Linked DNA regions of Mus musculus: regions 2 and 3 are each linked to region 1. A link is a contact called in public promoter capture Hi-C data. All regions are on one chromosome and are shown on one strand. The core of a region is the stretch at or near the end of the contact, and the rest is flanking DNA. Distances in the headings are between cores, read along the strand shown.

What was found. Promoter capture Hi-C pulls out the DNA fragments that hold promoters and counts their contacts.
Region 2: a contact with region 1 is called in a promoter capture Hi-C map of pre-B cells, with 2.3 times the contacts expected there. The contact joins the promoter of Hacl1 here to the promoter of Nt5dc2 in region 1. A contact is called at or near these places in 6 of 39 promoter capture datasets (the C10 cell line, erythroid cells, hematopoietic stem and progenitor cells and 3 more), 1 of 484 Hi-C or Micro-C datasets (CD4 T cells) and 1 of 115 datasets of contacts at active chromatin or transcription factors (double positive thymocytes).
Region 3: a promoter capture Hi-C map of hippocampal neurons shows a contact between it and region 1, with 1.8 times the contacts expected there. The contact joins the enhancer-like site here to the promoter of Nt5dc2 in region 1. A contact is called at or near these places in 12 of 39 promoter capture datasets (the 3T3-L1 cell line, 3T3-L1-derived adipocytes, the C10 cell line and 7 more), 1 of 15 datasets of contacts at CTCF or cohesin (large pre-B cells), 1 of 484 Hi-C or Micro-C datasets (cerebellar granule neurons), 4 of 115 datasets of contacts at active chromatin or transcription factors (embryonic stem cells and large pre-B cells) and 3 of 9 other capture datasets (adipose tissue, embryonic stem cells and liver).

The regions. Positions count from the first base shown.
Region 1 is chr14:31,129,054-31,132,718 of GRCm38.p6, reverse strand. Nt5dc2 (5'-nucleotidase domain containing 2) reads right to left here and starts at 1,630. Exons shown (of 14, transcript NM_001374087.1): 1 at 1,343-1,630. The coding sequence starts at 1,562.
Region 2 is chr14:31,638,929-31,642,593 of GRCm38.p6, reverse strand. It overlaps Hacl1 (2-hydroxyacyl-CoA lyase 1), which reads left to right and starts at 1,629. Exons shown (of 17, transcript NM_019975.3): 1 at 1,629-1,805; 2 at 1,996-2,100. The coding sequence starts at 1,716. Btd (biotinidase) reads right to left here and starts at 1,537. Exons shown (of 4, transcript NM_025295.4): 1 at 1,459-1,537. The coding sequence starts at 1,469.
Region 3 is chr14:31,454,936-31,458,600 of GRCm38.p6, reverse strand. Gm35907 (a long non-coding RNA gene) reads right to left here. Exons shown (of 4, transcript XR_383329.4): 2 at 1,454-1,546. Among named protein-coding and RNA genes, the nearest start is that of Sh3bp5, 21 kb to the right of the region's middle. Within about 2 kb of position 1,905, at least 4 of the 459 cell types and tissues checked have an H3K27ac peak or open chromatin away from gene starts, as enhancers often do. A contact at or near this core is called in hippocampal neurons, where this site is marked.

The sequences.
Region 1 (3,665 bases), core at 381-2,880:
AGGCCAAGCAGTTTAGGTGACAGCCCTTCTCCACTGCTCTCTGAAGGGTTACTAGCCCTGGCCCTAAAACCTAGCCTGGGGGGCGGGCGGGCAGGCGTCAGGGGTCAGAGGCATGAAGCTAGCTCACCCTGGCATGGCAGTGGAAGTGACCCTGCACACAAGAACTCACAGAGCATGTAAGGGCCTGAAGATGAGGAAGAGTCCTGAAGGATATTCTCAGTAGTGTCCCCCTCCCCCAAACATCCTAAGTAGGTTTCTCAGGCCACTCAGAGGGTCTACACTAGGGGCAGAACGTTGACTTCTTAAATAATCCTGGTCACCCTGCAATATTCCCAATCCTTAAGAGCAACCATTCTTGAGAGGTCTCAAGTAATCTGACTGCAGCACGTCAAGAGGTGAACTCTGGCCAGCGTCCAGCTCTCCTCACAGCTGGAGTGGAAACCCTAGTCCAGTCACAGCTGGAACCTCCCTGTCAGGGCTCCTCTGTCTTATCAGACAATGCAAGCCACCTCACCTCTGGGGCTTCCTGCAGAAGGTCCCCAGGCTCCTGCTTGGCCTTGTTCTTTCTGAGTCATCAACGAAATTCTGGGACAGAACACTGAGGGTCTTCAGAGGGTGTGAAGCCGAGGGCCACCCTGCTGGGCAGTGATAGGGGTCACAGCCCAGACCACATCTATCGGCTGAAGAGGCAGGGCCCCACCAGACCAATGGACAGATGTTCGGCGCTCAGATCTCCAGCCTCATCAGCCCATTCCAAGGGAATGATTAGGAGAGGGTTAAGTGCCTTGTGCAGTTCTATCTGAGATATAGCAACTCCCGAGGGATTGCAGGGGGGGGGGGGGGGCTACAGTAACTTTTCTGTTCCTCCGAGTGTTTAGAGTGCAGTAGACCGCCAGAGACAAGCCAAGAGGTGCCTGCAGTGTCCGTCTGGTGTCACCTTACGTCGTGCCATCTGTGAACACGGCTCAGTCAGTCTTTGTCCACACACTGCAACTAAGGGCCAGAGGAGAACGAGGGACTGGGAGGGGTTCTACCGCTACTGCCCGCAGATTGGACTCAGGAGCAAGACCATGGGGGCCGCGTGCGCAGCGGCCGCTCCAGGCATTCCAAGCTTCTGCCGCCAGAAGACAAAAAGCCCCACTCGCCCCAGGAGTAGCGGTGTCCTGCAGAGACACCTCCTAACAACCCGATGGAGCCTTTTCTAAAACGCCATTTAGCCCTCAGGTTTTGGGACCCCGGCGAGCCCCACCAAGCGTCCTTCACCCCGGTCGGTGCCCTGGCCGTCTGTTGGGCACCGTTCGTCTGACGACCTACGGCTCACTGCCCACCCGGCGTCACCCACCGTGCACCAGCCTCCGCATGTCCTGGTAACGAGCCCATAAGTGCGCGCTGAGGTCCGCGCCGTCTGCGGGCGCCGAGCGCGGGGTGCTGGGGCAGTGGGCTCCGGGACCCGGCGGGCCGCAGCCAGGGCAGGAGGGTGAGGACGAGGCGGCCCGCGGTCCGCTGTGGCCTCTGCACAGCAGCAAGCGCCTAGCTGTCGCCCGCAGTCCGGCACCCGCCATGCCCCCTGCGCGCTGCCCCGGCCGCCCTCCGCCCGTCCGCTGGCCCGCCTGCCCGCCGCTCTCCGACTGCCCGCCCGCCACCGTGGCCGCGTGCTTCTCAAGGCGGCCGGCCAATGGGGGAGGCGCGCGGAGCCCATCCGGCCAATGGACGCACCACTCGGCCCAGGGGGCGGGAGGTCTCCGGGACGGGGCGGAGCGGGCTCCGACCCCCGCCTCCTTGTCCCCTGCTCGGCTCAGGGGCTCTGCGCCCCCCTTTGGTCGTCTCGGTGGCGATGGCGGTACCTTTCCTCCCTTGAGCGGGAAGTCGCAGAGCCCCGGGTCTCCGCGAGATCCTGGACGGCCGAGGAGCAAGAGCGCTCGAGTGTACTGCTCTTCCTTTGCCCAAGGGTCTTTTTGCCCCTCCCCTGCTCTTCTGTCCTATTCTTTCCAGACCAGTTCTCCTGCCCCGGGGCCTCGTGCCCCTGCCCCAGTTTCTGACTGACTGCACGTTCCACTGGAGCTGAGGTCGCTAAGACAACAAGAGCTCTACTTGCTTTCAGTACCAGTCCCAAGCTGGCTAAGACCACTTGGCCTGATGGGCAGCTGACGCCTGCTGAGGCAGCATTTTCTTTGTATTGCCTGGTACCCAACCCAGGTGATCGACTTAAATGAGGAGCCTATCTACTGGGCATACGCTTCTGGCTGTGGGCCAGGATCACTGCAGCCACCAGGTTTTGGCGGCTGTAAAAGGATGGGCCAGACGGTGCAGGCCCCCAGTTGAATTGCCATGGTTTTTTTCAAGCGCTGTCTCAATGAAATTCTTTTCATTCCATCCACTTCTGTTTTCTTAGCTTGCAGGTGTACACTAGGAAAGGCTGGGCCCAATGTCCATTGTTGGTGGTGAGTTGCCCAACTGAACACACGTGGCTGTTGGGTTTAAGGTTGTGTGTAATGTGTACGTTTGTAGTTTGCCTGTACCTATGCTGAGGATCGGGTGTATCAGATTCTGGTCTGGGTAGTCATGGATGCCGAAGGGTGGGCTTATGGGTGGACCCTTGTAGGTCCATTGACCTAGGTGGGCTGTGAAGACCTGGCCACATGTGGATTCCTTCCAAGTGGATGACACTTTACAAGTTTCAGTCCTCAGATCCAAGAGAAATGGCACCAAGTGCCAGGCGTTCACTGTGTGTGGCTTCTCCAGTAGGTACCTCCAGGCAGGCTGCGCTTAGTCAGCTGTTTATGACCCCCCCCCCTCTTTCTCTGCCTTCATGGTTCCCTCACTGCCTCTATTCCTTCCCCAATAAACTCCTTTCATACCAGATTTGTTGCACAGCATAATTTCTCAGGGGCATACCTTGGCATGGGCCCACCAGGCCTCCTCGCTGCAATCTGTCATTTAATTCTGTTTTTTTTTTTTTTTTTTTTGATACAGGGTTTCTCTGTGTAGCCCTGGCTGTCCTGGAACTCACTCTGTAGACCAGGCTGGCCTCGAACTCAAGAGATACGCCTGCCTCTGCCTTCCAAGTGCTGGGATTAAAGACATATGCCACCACTGCCAGGCCATTTAATTCTTTTAGATTGTCAATTCTCACAGCATCATAGAAAGGCTCATCTTACAAGGGTGCCGATAGGGTTGTGGTTTGACAGCGAAGTCACTCTTTACCTTGATCCTCTTCTGTAACTATTGGTTGTGATGCTTAAAAACACTACAAGTTACCAGAATAACGGTAATTTCCCACTTATCATAGGTTTATATTATTTTAGCATGTTTGTTATAGACAGTTGTACTTTTTGCTGCGACGATAAAATTCAGCTTTCGAAAATGCATATCGAGTTATGTTTGTATTAGAATCCAAGTCAAACCAGTCACATCCAGAAATAAAAGGAAGGAGTGTCACGAAACTGCATTTTAGCTGATTTCATTCACAAAGGGTCGACACCTCGGTCAGGGTATTACAAAAAAAGATGGCGATGGCAGAGTAGGGGGCGCGGCAGTAAACTCTGAGCCTCAGCAGTGAGAGCAGGTCGAGGGCGGGGCCGCCACGCCACGTTGGAGACCCCGCCCCCCGAAGGTTCTCCGTCTCCAGAATCTAGGCGCGTGCGCAGGCTTCTTCAGACCGACTC
Region 2 (3,665 bases), core at 380-2,879, 510 kb before region 1:
CTGGAATTACAGATGGTTGTAAGACACTATGTGGTTGCTGGAAATCAGGTCATCTGGAAGAAGTCACTGCTCTTAAACACATCTCTCCAACCCCTGCCGTCTGATTTTTAAGAAAGTTAAAATTTAGGGCCTGAGATATAATTCGGTGGTAGAGTGCTTGACTAATATGTGCAAAGTCCTAGGGTCAGTCACTAGTATTGCTTTTATGACTTATTCTTTCTTTGAGTAATTAAAAGACATGGTCTCTCTACATAGCCCTGGCTATCCTGAAACTCACTAGGTAGCCCAGGCTGGTCTCAGACTCGCAGAAGTCGACATGCTCCTGCCTCCAAGTGCTGGGATTACAGATGTGAGCCACCACATCTGGCGCTACGATGCCAAATCTCACCAAAATAACAAATAACATTTTAAGCATACTGCCAACAAAAATAACAGGGAGTATGATTAACATATTCCAAGTCCACACAGAGTGCTCTGTATAAATTACAGCGCCTGGGATCCTTACACTGAAGTTGGATGGAACAGCAGTGACTTTGCACTTGGAAGACAGTCACGTCACTTCTGCTTAATCTCTACAGGCAAGGGAAGCAAGGCCCGCTGTACCTTGAACTGCTAGGCGAAGGCAATAACCAGCTCAATGAGTTTTCTCTTTGCCAAATGGCAAAAATGGCCAGTTGAAGACTGATCCTTAATAAATATAAACCAACCAACCAACCAACCAACAAACAAACAAACAAAAGCCCATTCGATCTGAATCACAGTGATTTGTTCCCATCAGGGTCCAGTTTGCCCTTCATAAAGTGTTCTGCCAGTAATTCTGAGAAAGCAATCGGTGTTAAGGGGCCAAGAATCCACTAATGTCTACAAAGCACGCGATGCCAGGGGTCAAGCAGGCTAATCCATGAACCAGTAAGTAGAAAACCAACACTATTACTTTGGTAAAAGTTAAGCAATCATACATTAATTATTAAGCAATGGCTCTAACAGACCTTAGTGATACCCAACTGGAACAAAATAAGTAAATATAAACCAGGCAGAGGGCAGGAGCAGCTACGGTGTTAATAAGTTTATCTCTTGAGCAATTTTGGTGTCATCTCTGATTAAGAATACACCTCTGCTCACAGACTTCTGGAACGTGCACATGATGTGGGGTGCAAAACCACAGAGTTATAAAATCAGAGGGCACAGGAGCACGACACTGTACCCAAAAGCCTGTTTTTTTTCCAACTTTACACTCTCCAAGTTACCCGCGTCCCAGCAGCCTTTGCGTAGCTTGCCTCCAATCAGCGGGAAGCCCCGGCGAGGGCGGGGAGGCGCGGTGGGGCCACGCCCCCTCCTCGCCTGGTCTCTGCAGTCACCCTCCAGATGTGCCATCCCCTCCATACCGGACTGAGCTGTATCGCTACCCTAGTGGAGGACAAAACCAAGGCGAGCATCCTCAGAGATTGGGTTTCTTACCTGCTTCGCATAGGACGCGGCCTCCGGCTCGTCCCGCCTCCTGCTGATGGCGGAGTCCGGAAAAGACTGACTGGAGAATGGGCGTGCTTACATGATCGCCTCACCAAGGACTGACTTCTTGTCCCGCCCCTTCTCCCCTTTGCTTAAATCCGTTGGGCTGCCCTCCTGTCTGTCAGAAGCGGGTGTCACCAACAACAACTCTTAGGCTAGTGAAGCTGTGAGCTGCGAGAGTGCCTTGAAGTAACTTTAGGTGGAAGATGCCAGAAAGTAACTCCGCAGAGGGTAGCGACAGAAGCGAGGAGCAGGTGTCTGGTGCTAAAGTCATCGCCCAGGCTCTAAAAACTCAAGTACGATGGATCCCTCGGGTGTGAAAGGCTCTACAGAAGCAGACGGGGACCTCGCGTTGTCCTAGAGACGGAGGGCAAGGAGGCGGGGGCGGGGGTCCTGTAGGTCTTTCCTTTGGACCCCCCGGGAGGGCAAGAAGGCTGGGTCACCTGATGATAGTTGTTTGTTGCCCCTTTTCCCTCCTACCCTCAGGATGTGGAGTACATGTTCGGTGTCGTAGGCATCCCCGTGACCGAAATCGCCCTTGCTGCCCAGGAACTGGGCATCAAGTACATTGGGATGCGGAATGAGCAAGCGGTGAGTCTTGACACAGGGACCAAATGGCAGCCATTCGATGCACACAGCGTCCCATCGTTTCTAAAGCATTGCACGTACCACTGTTAATCCTCCTTGACAGGAAAATGAGAAGAGAGAGACTAAGTTAAACTTGCCCAACGCGAGTCATTTGGTAGTGGCATTTGAACTCAGGTATTCTGAGTTTGGAGCTATGCTTATACCTTTCTACCGTAGTGTACTCTGCCACATCCAAATATCAGAATCGAAAGGGGTAGTCTTACTTCACTACTAGACTGTTAGTTCTAGCAGAGAAGGCATATTGATTCATCGCTAGGTAAGTGTATTGCCAGCATCTGATGTAGTTCCTGTACATGACAGGTGTCAGAGAGTGATTAGTGATTGAAGGCCAGGACTCATGCAACATAAAGTGGAAGACATTATAGACGGCAGTGCCGTCATTGGAACTCAGGGCTCTCAAACCCCAGTTTGGTGCTTTCCCTCAGCATTATGCCTCCCTCCTTTGGGGTCTTACCTGGGAGAGGGAAAACCAAAGGACATTTTATGAACCCACTTAAAGTATTTTCTCTGGCAGCCCAGGATTACCCTCTCTTAGCAATCCAGGCAAAAATATCAAGTATCTGGTGCAGATGAAGTGGTTCAGTGAAGTTCTACAAAGCCACGTAACCTCATAACCTGAGTGTAATCTCCAGGGCCTGTATGGAAAAATGAAGGCGGTTTCTGATTTATGATTCATGTTGTCCTTGGACCTACACACACACACACAGGCTGAGTTAAATTGTTTTGGACCTACACACACACACAGACAGGCGCTCTCTCTCTCTGTCTCTCTGTCTCTCTGTCTCTCTGTCTCTCTGTCTCTCTCTCTCTCTCTCTCTCACACACACACACACACACACACACAAATAATTTAAAAGATTAAGAATTGGGGCTGAAGACTTAGCTCAGCAGTTCATAGTACTTGTTGCTCTTTCAGAGACCAGGATTTGATTTCTGGCATCCACGTGGTGGCTCCCGACCTCCCATAACTCTGGTTCCAAAGGATCTAACGATTTCTTCTGACCTTCATGGGTGGCACACACGATTCACACCCCCCCCCCACACACACACAGCTGTCCCTTCTGCTGCCGTCACTGCTGTCCTGATCCACGCTCTTGACCCCTTTTCTCTGCCATCCGATGTGAGTTCCATTGGGTGTGGCTCATTTGCTTTCAAATCCCCACAGTACTGACTTGACTTGAGGTCTCTATGTAATCTAGGTGTGTACTACACTATTTGCTAATTGAAAGACCTTTATCAATAAGGCTTGAAAGTTATAGGGAGTGTTTTTAATCAGAAAACTGGTAGGTATTAATTTGTGTTGTTTACACTTTTATTCCCTTACCTCTTTGTTTTTTCCAGTGCTGGGAATTGAACCCAGGCCCTTGTGCACACTAAAGCAAGCACTCTGCCACTGAGCTGTACCCTTACCTCTCAGTTTTCCTATGTGGAATAACCTTCTATTCTTTTACCTGCATGAGAAAGGATAGGTGCTGATCTGTATTTTACTATTTTTCTTGAGTATGTTT
Region 3 (3,665 bases), core at 656-3,155, 330 kb before region 1:
GATCTCATGAATAAAGGGAAAAACCTATCAAAAAGAAAAGAGAAGAAAAGAAAAATCCACAGACTGTCAGCCCAGTGTGGAACCTTAAAACAACACACTACAGATTAATCTCATGGTTAAAGATACAATCTAGTAGTGATTAAAAAGTAATACAGTAAGACCAAGCACAGTGTGTCCTGGTAATGCACATTGTGTGTGTGTGTGTGTGTGTGTGTGCGCGCGCGCGCGCGCACGCACATGTGCATGTGCATGCGTGCTCTCATGCACATGGGGACTGGTTTAATAACTAGTTCTCTGAGAAAGAAAAACAAGTAGGTTTGACATATGGCATTGGGCAACTTCTGTGGCGTAAACACTCCCATCAGGGCCAGTTTTAAACTCTCAGCATGACCTCAGCCAGTTTGACAGGTCTGGCAGTAGGGTCCCTCAAGCAGGTGGGAGCCAGCTGCAGACATTCCACTGGTCCAGCTTGTCCATAAAGATGCACAATGTTAAATTGATTGCCTCGGGGTGGGGGAACCAGGGCCACCAGTTGCACCATCATTGCACCAACAATCCCCTATGTTTGTGACCAGGTCAGGACCAGCCAGCCACGGTGGGGCCACTTTTCTGCTCACAGTCCTGACAGGACTAGATTCAGATCAGGCCTGCTGCAGACAAGTGACAACCAGGGGGTGTGACCTCTTGGTTTTTCTGCAGGAGAGGGCAGGGGAAATCACTGCTCCCCCCAGTTGGCAGATACTGACTCCAGACAAGCTTGCCCTAGAGGACTGGGAGAGCAAGGAAGGCTTCCACCTAAAGTGTGCAGCGAAGGGTGGGTCTCCTGCATGCTGGCATGCTTAGCCTGCCTTCCTGTGTCCCATGGATCACACACACAGCCTTTCTTTACCCTCCCCCTTCTCTGAGCCAGGCCCTCCTCCTTCGAGCCTCCCATATCTTTCCAGTAAGTTCCTTTTTTTTTAGCTACCCACTCATGAATCCCACCAGTCCTTATGCACGGGAGCGTAACCCCTGGGCACAGGAACCCCAACAAGTCACGTCAACGATAGATGATGACCAGATTCATTCTCTAGGCTTAGAATGGGATTCTGGGAGCATGGACTCAGCAGCTCCTTCCAGGTTTACCCAGTATCTTTATTTTTTAGGGTACTGGGGATTGAACCCAGTTCGCCTTGCATGTGCATTTGTACCAATATGGTACACCCCAGATCCATGCCTGTCAACTCTTTGGGAGGTTTCAAAATACACACAGAATTTCTGGGAACAAACTGTTGTGCAGGCTGCTGCCTGTTGCCTCGTGCTGTCGGGAAAAGAGTGTTTCCTTCCCGTGGGCTCTGTCCTCCCTGCCCCATGGTTCTCCACCTTTGAGGAGCACTGTCTCCCCACACAGGGAAAAGCACAGTGAGAAGGTGGTAGCACACTGTGTGAGCTTGTCCATCCTCCATGTACTCACCTGTATCATAATTCAGCACCTAGTAGGACCATATCTTTCTGGGGACAAGAGCAGTGAAGCATAGACGTGGATGCCAGTAGCCCCATCTTTTACCTGGAGAAGGACAATGAGCAAAACGGTCCTAAACAAATGGAGGAGTGGTTTGGAGAAAGGGAGAAGCCAGGGAAGGGCATTCTGGGAAAATAACCCAGACCGAGGGAGAGCCAGCCATATGAGGAAGAGCAAACTTGTCAGTCAGAGGAAAAGCAGAGACAGAGATCTCCCGGGGAGATGGGCACGAGGCCGGGAGACTAGGTGCCCAATGTGGCTGCAGGGAAGTAAGGTGGAGGCCAGAATATCACACAGAGCTGGTGGGCACTGAGAACTTAGTATGTTTATGATGGACAGTGAACAGGAAGTGGTCAGCAGGAAGGGTCATCAGACAGGAAGTGGTCATCAGGAAGGGCCATCAGCTCTGACGGGGTCTAGTCCATTGTGGCTATAGGAGGGAGAATGGACTATCATGGACTAAGCATGGAGGCAGGAGCCTAGCTGGCAGGTGGGAGGGAGGCTAGAGATAGTGGCAGCACAGAGCCATCTGCTATGCAAGGCTGTGCTTGATCCTCCAGCCAGAAGCTGTCACTGCAACCCAGAAACTGTTTACTCCCCCAAAACCAAACTCTATAGATTTATTCTGAAACCGTAGTAATTATAGGGCAATTTCTCTTCACACCTTCCCTGCTAACCCATGATCACCCCCCCCCCCCGCAATTACCTTCTGTAATCTGTTCAACCCACCTACTCTGACACCACGTTCAAGCCATCTGCCACCCTTTTAAATATTACCAACTCCAATATTATGAATTTTTAACACTGATGTTTTTGAGACAAGATCTCTCTGTAGTCTATGCTGGCTCTGAGTGTGCTATATAGACCAAACTGATCTGGAACGCATCATCCTGCCTCCACCAGCAGGCTGGGATTACTGGCATGTTTCACCACAGCCAGCCCTCCCGACCTGATTTTATATATTACCAGATTAAAGGGATGAGATAGACTTCTGGAACTAAATTTCACATGTAAGTTATTTGATAATTTTATATAATGTAAACACCCTGCATCCTTTACTATTTCAGGAATGTATTCACTTGCCTGTTTATCTGTCTGTCCATCCCTCCATCCCTATGATCTGGTCCATTCTTTGGTGGATAGGAGCTGGAAAGCCTGAGGCAAATGGTACAGACTTTACCCTCCCCTGGGAGGCCCCTCTGCCAGCTTCATCATGGCTGGCTCTTTATTGGGGCCACCCCGTTACTTCTCACAGCTTCCTAGAAGGCTGATGTGATCACTCCTGTTTTTAATGGATGAGTGTATTGAGAAAGGAATGGTTTCCCTTTGGGTATAATACACAGTGGCGCACAGAAGAGCTAGGACTGAAGTCCACCCTGCTCAACTCAGAACTCCATGCTCAGGCCTAGGGAGGCAGCTTGGTGGTGGAGCACTTGCCGAGCATGTCCAGGGCCTTGGATTCAGTTTCTTGAAATGCAGTCAATTTCATTCATTCATTCATTAAAATAAAATTTAAATAAACATTTCAAAACAGGTGTAGTGGTACATATCTGTGGTTGCAGCATTTGTGAGGTAGAGGCAGGAGGATCAAGATTGTTTATGGCCAGGCTGGAGTGATAGCTCAGCAGTTATGAGCACTTTGTTGCTCTTCCAGAGGACCCAGGTGCAGTTCCCAGCATCCACACGAAGCCTTACAATCATCTGGAGCTCCAGGCCGAGAGGATCTGACGCCCCCTCCTGGCCTCTATGGGCATTGCACACATAAGGTTTACATACATGCTGGCAAAACACCCAAACACATGCACACACAATACACACACACCCCAAAATAAAACAAAAAAAAACCAAACTTTGCCAGGGATAGTGGTGTCAACCTCTGCAGAACAGCGGTGAATAGGTTCTGTGGGTCTCAGTCAGCCAGAAGTCTTACAGTTCTTAGAAGAGAAACAAGGGTGGCCTTCAGGGCAGATAGCTGAGGTCCTGCTACTGTGGCAGTGCCAGGTGCCAGTGCCAGCGGTAGGGGCGGTGGCAGTGCCAGCAACATCAAGGGGGTGGCAGCAACATCTAAGGGTGGCAGCGTCGTGAGTTTGGCCTGCCAGGCAGGTCTAAGGTCCAGCTTTGGGAGGGAGATCTCTTCCCCAAGTGTTACAGTTCAGTAGAACAG